Linked DNA regions of Sus scrofa: region 2 is linked to region 1. A link is a contact called in public Hi-C data. All regions are on one chromosome and are shown on one strand. Each heading gives the region's core, a stretch centred on a gene start, on an enhancer-like site or on the middle of the called end of the contact. The rest is flanking DNA. Distances are from core to core; before and after follow the strand shown.

Region 1 (4,768 bases), core at 1,318-3,817:
AGCGGGAATATGTGAGCTTACCACTAACGTGAGCCTCAAAGGTTGCGGTACTACCCTCCAGTACCACAACGCTTTGTAACGGCTGCGTAAACGTCGGTGCTTGAGTTGTCATCTTTTTAGGCACTCTGAAAAGGAGAAAATAAATTAGGGTTGCAGCTTGAGGGTCATTCTAGAGCTACTCTGTAGATGGCAGAGAAATAAATTTTCCAAAGAGGTGGCTCCACAGATCACCCGTGGGCCCAGAGTGATGGGCAGGCCTTCTCTTTTGTGGCTTGATTTTGGCCTCTGATTTGAAGCCTAACAAAAGTCTAAGTCTAAGGGGAGATGGAAAAAATTGTAAGCCAGCTCAGCAAGGAATGTACCCTAGTGGTCAAAGAGGGAAATTCAGTCTTACCAAAGGTGGGAAATCTGGGAAAGGGTTAGAGAAAGGAAGGGTAAGCTGCCTTAGCGGGGCATGGTGCAAATAATAAAAGAGATGTGTGAAAAGCGTAAAATGAATCTTGGCATCTGTTCAATGTTTGAGAGACAATTTTTTGTTTTAAATTCCTTACTCCCCAAATTTTCCACTCACTGTATCTATAAAGTTGAAATAATCTGGCTGATTATTTTAGTCACCAAAACTAAAAATATGAATTTTGAAGTTTCTTTCCTTAAAATTTTGGATAGCCTTGTCATCTATGCAAACCTTTGGTAGACAGCATACAGGACTTTGTTTCTTAATATTTCTTCATGTTGTAACTGCTCAAAAAATGTTGCTAGCATTGAAGGAAATATTCAGGAAAGTCCAAATTTAACTGAGTAGGCCAAAATTTATCATAGATCTTAAAGAAAAATACTGACTTGCATTCTTAATAAGGGACATGTGCAAACTGAAAAATGGAAGGCTGGTCTGAAATGTAGTTGAAGTGAAAACACCTATGCTTTCATAGCATAAATATTAAAAATCAAAGAAATGAATATGGAATTGGTAGGTTCTTTAAGTTGAAGAAAATAATTTGCCTATCAGTTTTAGATTATGTGAAGAATTGCATAAATACCTTACTACATAATGTGACCATACCACTATTCTGATATAAAAAGCAGATTCTCAGTTGTCAATTGCTTCATTACTATTTTTCATAAAATTCTCTACTTATTAAAACTTTATGGAGCAATAATCCTTCTAGTGATAATTCTGTACTTTACTGTAACTTTTTTACTTAGTTAAAAAGAAAATGAAACTAGAATTCTCTGAGACAATAAAATTTACATTTAAAAAATTCAGATAATATCCAAAAGTTTTTTTTTTGTGTGAAACTGTTGTCAAGAACTTCTTAATGTAGCATATTATCTTTAGGACACAGAAATAACTTTGTGTCTAACTTTTCCTATTTCTAAAGTAGTGAATCTTCTAAAAATAGCTGTATTCTTTTACACCATTCATATTTTATTTACCTATCTATTTGTGGGCATTTAGAATTTGTAATCTAATTCCAGGAAGATGGGAAACCAAGGTCGAATTTGAAACAAGAAGCCTCTAAAACATTATTTCTTACCCTTCTTAGCATCACCATTTATCTCACCTCATCTAATTTGACTGAGTTGAATTAAAGTGCATGATAAAATTCTGGGTATTTTAGAAAACAGTTATAGAGCTTTCCTTTTTTCTTCAAAATTTCTAAATGTATTGTAATTAACTGCCATAAATTGGTCTTCTAGTCCCATCTTTTAGGTAAATTTGGTTGCTTTGGCACTTGCTCTAGAGAGGCCTTTGTCTAATTAGGTCTGAAGGTATGCATCTAAAATGTCATGTTCCCAAAATAAACTCTCCAGCGATGACTGACAGCAGGCAAGTGTTCTGTCACTGTCCTGCAACTGATACCTCAGCAGTTGATTCCCTTAAAAAGTCATCAGGGTGTAGCCGATAGCACATGCATTTTATCAGAGCTATTCTTGGTGTGTCTCACTTTATCACTGAGTAATATAACCTTGAACATTCTCAACAGACCAAAAAAAAAAAAAAAAAGTCTATAAAAGTAGCAAACATTTCTATCACCATTTAAACACTCTGAATCACTGACTGCACCACTATGCTAAAAGATTGAGCTTTTTAAATAAAAGAATTCACATATTTTAAAACCAAATCGAACAAGCAGATTCAAATAGTGGATTAGCACTAAGTATTTAGACAATCCTCTCTATGGAGGCATTTAGCAAAGAAAGATACTTGGGATCTAGAAATTAATAAGGAAGGGACTCTATGAATAAGAAAAAGAAATGCTGCTCACCTGATTTCTCAAGAGTGCCCAAAAGGGTGGGACTAAGCCCAAGGTTACTTCTGAAACGACGTCCTATCTAGAGTTGGTTTTTTCGACCATCTCCAACATGAATCGGTGAGCCTCTAAACTTAAAAACAAAACTACACAGTTAGGACTGTGTAGTTTTGCTTTTCTATGCAATCCCTACACCCGAGGCGAGGCTGGGAATGCACGACTGCTCAAGAGCCAGGGTTGGGCCCTGCCCTTATATTTGCCAGATCTGCTGACAGCCCCACATCCTTCAGCTGGGCACCCGGTGATTGGCTCTCCTGGGAAGGCATGCTGGGAGAGAGACCTATTTGGTAGTGGCTCATACCACCTGTTCCTCTGATTGGCAGTGCTAAATTTAGCACCTCAAAAGAGGCTTTCCCAAGGAAATAGAACCGTATTTAAAGAATAACTGTTGAGACTTAAAGAAGAGCACTTGCTACTCCTGTTAAAATCTGAAAACGGTGGTCTGAGGAGAGTTTGTGACAGTTGAAGACACTTGTGGGCAATCATATAAAAAGCCCCAAACCTGAGGGCTCTGCCCTGCCTCAGGCCTCGTTCCTATTCCCTTCCCCCATGCAACCAACCAAATGGAACTGTCAATCAAGACAACAGATGAAGGAATTTATCTCATGGATAACACCTCACCTTCTTTGGAAAATCAGTGCCTAAAAACCTCAGCATTGAGGGGAGCTCATTTATACTCTCTGGGTTCTCCAGAATCCACTTGCAGTTCAGAGAGAATTAAGCCAATGTTAATGAGCTAAGTGTTTATACAGCCCTGCAAGAAGTAATGTTGAAAGACAAAATCTGAACTCTGCTTAGATTCAGTCTGTAGAGTATAATGATTTCTTTTTTTCAGATTTCATTTTTTTGGCTTTAATATTTACAAATATACCTGCACTGATTTTTAATGAGTAGCCAAGTCTATTGTTTAAATCATCCATAGGATTCTTTTTTGGGCACATGAAGGCTGCTTTACTAATCTCTGGAGTTTGCTGTTACAATGGGAAGTGGTTAGGAGATGATAGAGTTGCTATTTTAGGACTGAATTTAATTTCAAGCAAGAGATGTTTCAAATACAAAAGAGCATACCAAAAGAGCTTTATAATAGTTCAGCTGAGAGATTTGTAAAACTTCACAAAGAGGGAAGAAAATTGTCTGGTTGATAATGAAAAGAGATTTTTCTTAATAAAGTAGGCTAAAATCTTAAAATTTAAGTTAAATTTATTTATGTCTGAAATAAAAATATCTCCTGATGCAGAAGAACTTGGCCATGGATTAGACTTTCCAACTTCTTATTTCATACTTTGTAATTATTTCTATTGTGATAAACTTTTTAACATTAAACAGAACTAAAATATACTGGCCAACTTATGTACTACAGCTACAAAGACTAGATAATGTATTTATTTAATGATTTCTTTTCTTTACTTAAACAGTGATGTCTGTATTGGTGGTATCACTTTTCCCGCTATAGACTCTACCAAAATCTTATTTGATTTCTTTATTCAGAAAAAACTAGTTTCATGTTATAGAGCTTAAAAATTATTCCCAACTAAAGACATGTACCAGGCAACCTGCCAGTCATAAGGCAAAGCAAGACTAGAAATGTCATGTGATTTTCTGATTTGCAGTGTTCACCAACTGGCTATTTGAAATGTGCTTGTGTACATGTTTGTGTTTCTCCCTCTCTCTCTCTCTCCCCGCCCCCGTATGTGTGATGGTGTGTGCATGTATATATATACATTTTTTTTTTTAGATTCACTTGACCTAACATGAAGCATATAAATGTCTTATTATGTTTGTTAGAACCAAAGTCAAACCACTTTAATTCTTATGGGAACTAGACGGAATGAACAAACAGAATCTTGAAGTGTGTGTCATCTTGACCTGGTGCAATTCAGAGAGCTCCAGATCAGGGAAGATGGACCATATGTCATAGACACAAGGTCAAGTATCTGTCCTCCAAAGGTGCTTGTCTATTTGCTGTCCTTGGACGTTTCTAAACTTTGCAGCATTGTCGAGTCTTGTGTTTTGGTATTTACACACTTATGTACCATTCAGAGTTAAGGAAGGAAGAAAAAAAGGAAGGGAAGAGAAGAAGGGGGAAGAAAGGAAGGACAAAACCAGTTGTTAAATAACTAATAGACTACTCTGAAAAGAGGCCATATTATTGGATTAGTGAACAGTAGCGGGTGTGATATCATGGTAAGCATTAGCTTTAAAATTAAATATTCCATAGTTGGAGTATAGCAAGCTAGCCCAGTGGAAATCAAATACTACTCAGATTTGGGGAGTTTGCTGATGCAGTAAGATCTTAATTTACCACCCTAATAGTGGGGAAGAGTCCCACAGGTAATCCAAAACAGCTGATAATTCAAATATGAAGCCCACTTAGTTTTGGAATGCATGGTGTGACTCTTTTTTGAACATTATAGTCAAGGCAATTTGATAAATGTTTATTAAGCATATACTCAGTG
Region 2 (4,768 bases), core at 1,607-4,106, 450 kb after region 1:
ACTTAACCAGATATCACTTAAAATCTTCTATAACTCATAGATAGGTGTCTTTTGGTCAAGAATAATATATGTCTAACTTCTATGAACCTCATTAAAATCCTAACTCTAAAATTTACTGTGTAACTAATTAATAGATAAACACTATGTTTTAACTAAGTTGGATTAAAATAGGGGAAAGTCCTTCAGGATGAAATTCTTATTATATTATTGTTGTAATTTTGTTAAGTCACAAATCACCACAGGACAATAAGAATGGGAAATAAGAATAATAAGTAAATAATCAGGAAAGACTGAGGAAAACTGAATAGCAAGTGAATAACAGAAAAGACTAAGTTATCCATGGAACAATCCCACTCAGCAACACAAAATGGAAATTATTTCCTGGGAAATTTAGTTTTCCACCTATGTCAGCAGGCGAGCCTTATTGTCTTCTGGGGCCTGTCCTCAGAATTGTGCCGTGCAGGCAGGCATCCCCTTGTTTAGGAACCTGCCCTCCTAATTGTACCGTTCAGACAGGCCCCTTTTCCTGATTAGGAGCTTGTCCTCGGAACTGCACCGTTCAGGCAGGCCTCTTTTCCTGATTAAGAGACTGCCCTCAGAATTGCACCATTCAGGCAAGCTCCCTTCCTGGCTTCTTGTATCTTCTTGGCTCCCGCAGGAGATGAGGGTTGGAATGTAGAGGAGGGAAACAATGAAATTAGAAGATGTTCTAGTTACATTAGTTACTTGGAACAGTAATTAGGGAAAATTCCAATTTATAAGCAAGAGAATGATAGGTTGTATGTATACATAGTATTTTCTTGGTTCTAATATGCATGTTTTCCATAGTTTAATATATATGTGAATTCGAGATTCATCTTCTAACAGTTACATGTATTGTAAAGCTGTTATTAAATTGATGTTACTTCTTATAATCAATGACATCACAGATGAAGAAACCGTGGTTCTGCTCCTCACTGTGTTTAGGCTGTGGGCTCTCTGAGTCTCATTTCAGCTTTCTTCTCCATGAAATAGAAGTGATAATATCTCATAAAGTTTATGAAGATTTAATGAGATAATGTACATCAATCACTTAATAGTGCCTAGCACACAATAGGCCCATAGCTAAAGTCACAGTTATTGTCATTTTCATTGCTGCCGATGTCTACCAGTTCACAGACTGTGCATCATTCATGATGAAGCATCTATAAAATAACTTTTACTTTCGCTTAGAATTTTATCACCATACACAAAAAATGGCCATACTCCAGCCACAAACCTACTTCTTGAAAGAAAGGGATTATGATAGGGGTTGGAAAGATGAGGCAAATTTGAGAGGAGGGTTGCCAAGCGTTGAAAGCCTTCTTTCGGAATGTGACCTCTAAGAGAGGAACTCTTTCTCTGAAAGCACACAGATGCATATAAGAACACGTCAATTTTCTACTCTGTGGAAGGATGAGCTAATTGTGGCTTCTCATCACTGAATTCAATAGTGACAATAATATGATGACAGTTACCCGATGACAATGGCAGCCATGAATGGGGAAAAAGTCTTCAGAAGCAAAGCAATTATATTTAGACCACAAGAAGGAGGTCAGAAGGATGAAGAAAGTAGAGGGCTACATACGAAATTGCCGAGGTTACCTAGCAACAGGGAAACATTTTGGTGCTGTTGTTGTTAGAAAATGGAAAAATAGAACAGCAAGAATAGGATGTGATACTGAGCTCAGGAGGGCTAAAATACGTGATTATTGATGAGTTTATAATTACATCAACATAAAATGGTCATTTGTGGCATGTGCTTCAGGGGATTGATTGCATAAATAGGTGTGTGTGTGTGTGTGTGTGTGTGCTATAATTTCATAGCCAAGTCTATAGGGAGGAAGAACAATCCAAATATATATTGGGATGTGCAAGACAAAAAAAAAAATAAGCTCAAGGAGACATTCTATATAATCCAGATATGAATTGGCTAAATATAAGGATTTTCCCAGTAATATTTACATTTTAGAAGGTGACTCCTGAAAGAAGTTTTCTAAGCTGGGCAGTATTGTGGTAGGAACATTAGAACCTGCAAGGCAGATCTTTTTGAAGTAGAGAATCTTTGCCACAGCTGAGGTAGTTTACAGAACAGTCTGTTCTTCGCCTATGCAAGGTCAGTGCACCCATGTGAAAAACTGCCCCCCTTCAGAAAAGGCTAATACAGTCTGCAGCAGCAGCTACCGGAAGATTGTACACTATCTGTCAATCCAAACCAGCATGATGAAAATTATTTGAATCAATCAATTAAAAACAAGCTCACATGCATAATGCATTTGCCACCAAACTTTGATCTGTTTTCTTGGCTGAGTTCATAATCAAGGGAGTTAGCATTCTTTAAAATGCAAATATTCATGTTTTTTAATCCTTGAAGACCTTGCTAAATAGACAATAAATAAATTCTACCAGGTGTAGCTTATAAAAGCTTTTAAAAGGGAAGAATTTGCCAGGCAGATTTCAGTGTATGTCAAAAGTATCTTATAAAGAGAATGACTCCCATATCTCCATAGATACTCCTATGAGGTCTTGGAAGGTGCCATTTGGATGTTCATTGGTGTGCTTTCTGTTCTCATGCACATAGGCAAAATAGAAATAAACAAAGAGCTAAATCGTTCAGGAAGAAAGTGAAGTACTCGCGATTTCAGCCTGTGGTCAAGTTCAGGGTCTCCTGAGTGCTAAAAACTTCACCTTCACTATCCTTTAGTTCTTTCTTTACTGTGTTAAATACAAACTGAATTTCTAATTCATGTCTAGAAGGGCACTGGCCACATACGTACCCTCTTCAGTCAGTGGCAATGAACCACTACCCAGTAGTCTCCATACAAATCTCTCAGCACACTAAATCCCTACATCTGGAAAATATTGCTTGCTGCTTGAAACATCTCTCCAACTGTGCACTGCTGGCAGGAATTCCTGCTGCTCAGACTTTTGGTATTTATTGGGGGAGCGCCAGGTACTGGTACGAGGATGCCCAGAGGGAGTCCTGGAAAATCCTTTGGAGCTTCACAGCTGGCCTCCTTTTTCAGGTTGCACAGCTGGCATTACATGTGGGCAGTTTGCCTTAGCTTCTGTCTGTGGGGATGAGAGTTCCCTGTGCTGTTGCAAGACCAAGTTTTTCCAATACCCAGCTTATGTTCTCATGAGAATTCTTGAATTGATTGGTTCTTAAAAGCTTTCAAATTGCTCATTAATACTCAGTTCTAAGTATAATAGGTTTCACTAAAAAATACTGTAAACTTAAATGGGTATTGTTTTACTTGAAGAAAATGGAATTGTTGAGTTCAACATAATTTAACTATGTAACAACTATGGAAAGAGAATTCAAGTTAAATTTTCTTGAGTATTCATTGAAATTTTAGTAGACCTAAACCTCATTCTCAAAACTCTCTGAAAGTCAAAGTTCAGAAAGTTTGTTAGATCTCAAAGTTGTCTTCCAAACATCCTCCCTGTTTCTCTCATACTCTTCTGAGTTGGTTTGACTCCGTTTCCAGATCCAGGGCTTAGACCTGATATAGCTAAACCAGCCAGAATAATCTTATACTTGTGACACCTTTATCACTTCAGGTAACTCAGGCCTAAGTAATTAGCACATGGACTTTTCCTTTTTAAGTGGTTGGGGGAAGCCTGTCTCCTCTCTTTGGATTTGAATGAGGAGCAGGTGGCTCCAACTGAGGCTGGCAGACATCTGGTGATGCCAACCTGAGTGCAAAGCTGATGTTTGAAGGAATGCAGAGTTGAAGAATCACTTCTTACAGGTTCCTGAATCTTGCTTCAATCCTCTCACAATCTCTGAACAAAGTTTCAGCCTTTTGAGCCCAAAACTGCTATTTATTGTTTAATTTCGCTTGGGTTAAATTTTTTTCCACTTGCATCCAAAAGCATTTTAGCTGACAGTTTAAGGGGCAACCTGAGTACACAAGCTTATCTGACCCTTTGGAATCATTGCTTCTTTCAATACTGTTATTTTCGCCCTCATATTGGGGGCGGCCAGAAGTGCCATGTGCTCACCAGGTGCTCTGAGGATGCCCAGGACAGGACTATTTCTTGGTGTTCCCTTGTCATCTTTTCTCTTGTAACCTTTTTTCTCATGGTTGGGGCCACTCTTGTAATCGAAGTTTTCATTCTCTTTCACTCTTTAGTTTCAGGATGATGACTCTGTTTCCAGGACAACTACAACCCCAACCTGGAAGTTCCAAATTGGTTGTTCTAACAATCTCTACATTGATCGAAGGCAGACTTTCATTTACCTGTGGGGAGAATTACTGTCTCTCCATAACACTTATTGCCCAACTATTCCTTCAACCTCAAAAACACAGTGCAATGAAATGCAGAAGTTTAATAAATATTGCTTAATGTTTAGGTATAAAGTCAGTAAAGTAACTTATTTTATTGTGATCTTCTTATGGACATAATTTAGCAGATATAATTCCTACTATATTTTCTATTACATGATTTTTTCATTAAGAAAGGCTTTGGTTAAATCTCCCTACTCATCAAAAATGCCTTTATCTGATTTATTTTTGCATTTCATAAGTGAAGTTCTAGGCAAGTAAATATCATTGGGGAAGTATTTGAGTCTGGAAGATAGTATTATGATTAATATTATGCTTTAATTAAGTTACATTGACATTCATAATAGATATCTATCAGGCTAATAAGAACTAATATTTTCTTGAATAAAGAGCAATGCAAATTATAGACAGACAGTGATCAACTACTAGTGTTTGATTTTAGCACTTCAGATAAAATA

What was found. A called contact is a pair of places that touch in the nucleus more often than the background predicts.
Region 2: a Hi-C map of fetal skeletal muscle shows a contact between it and region 1, with 1.9 times the contacts expected there. The contact joins the enhancer-like site here to the promoter of TTN in region 1. A contact is called at or near these places in 4 of 47 Hi-C or Micro-C datasets (embryonic fibroblasts, fetal skeletal muscle, retroperitoneal adipose tissue and 1 more).

The regions. Positions count from the first base shown.
Region 1 is chr15:84,498,753-84,503,520 of Sscrofa11.1, forward strand. It overlaps TTN (titin), which reads right to left and starts at 2,568. Exons shown (of 321, transcript XM_021075901.1): 1 at 2,268-2,568; 2 at 22-125. The coding sequence starts at 112.
Region 2 is chr15:84,946,980-84,951,747 of Sscrofa11.1, forward strand. The region is part of intron 3 of LOC110257081 (a long non-coding RNA gene); the gene reads right to left. Among named protein-coding and RNA genes, the nearest start is that of SESTD1, 57 kb to the left of the region's middle. Within about 2 kb of position 2,857, at least 3 of the 83 cell types and tissues checked have an H3K27ac peak or open chromatin away from gene starts, as enhancers often do. A contact at or near this core is called in fetal skeletal muscle, where this site is marked.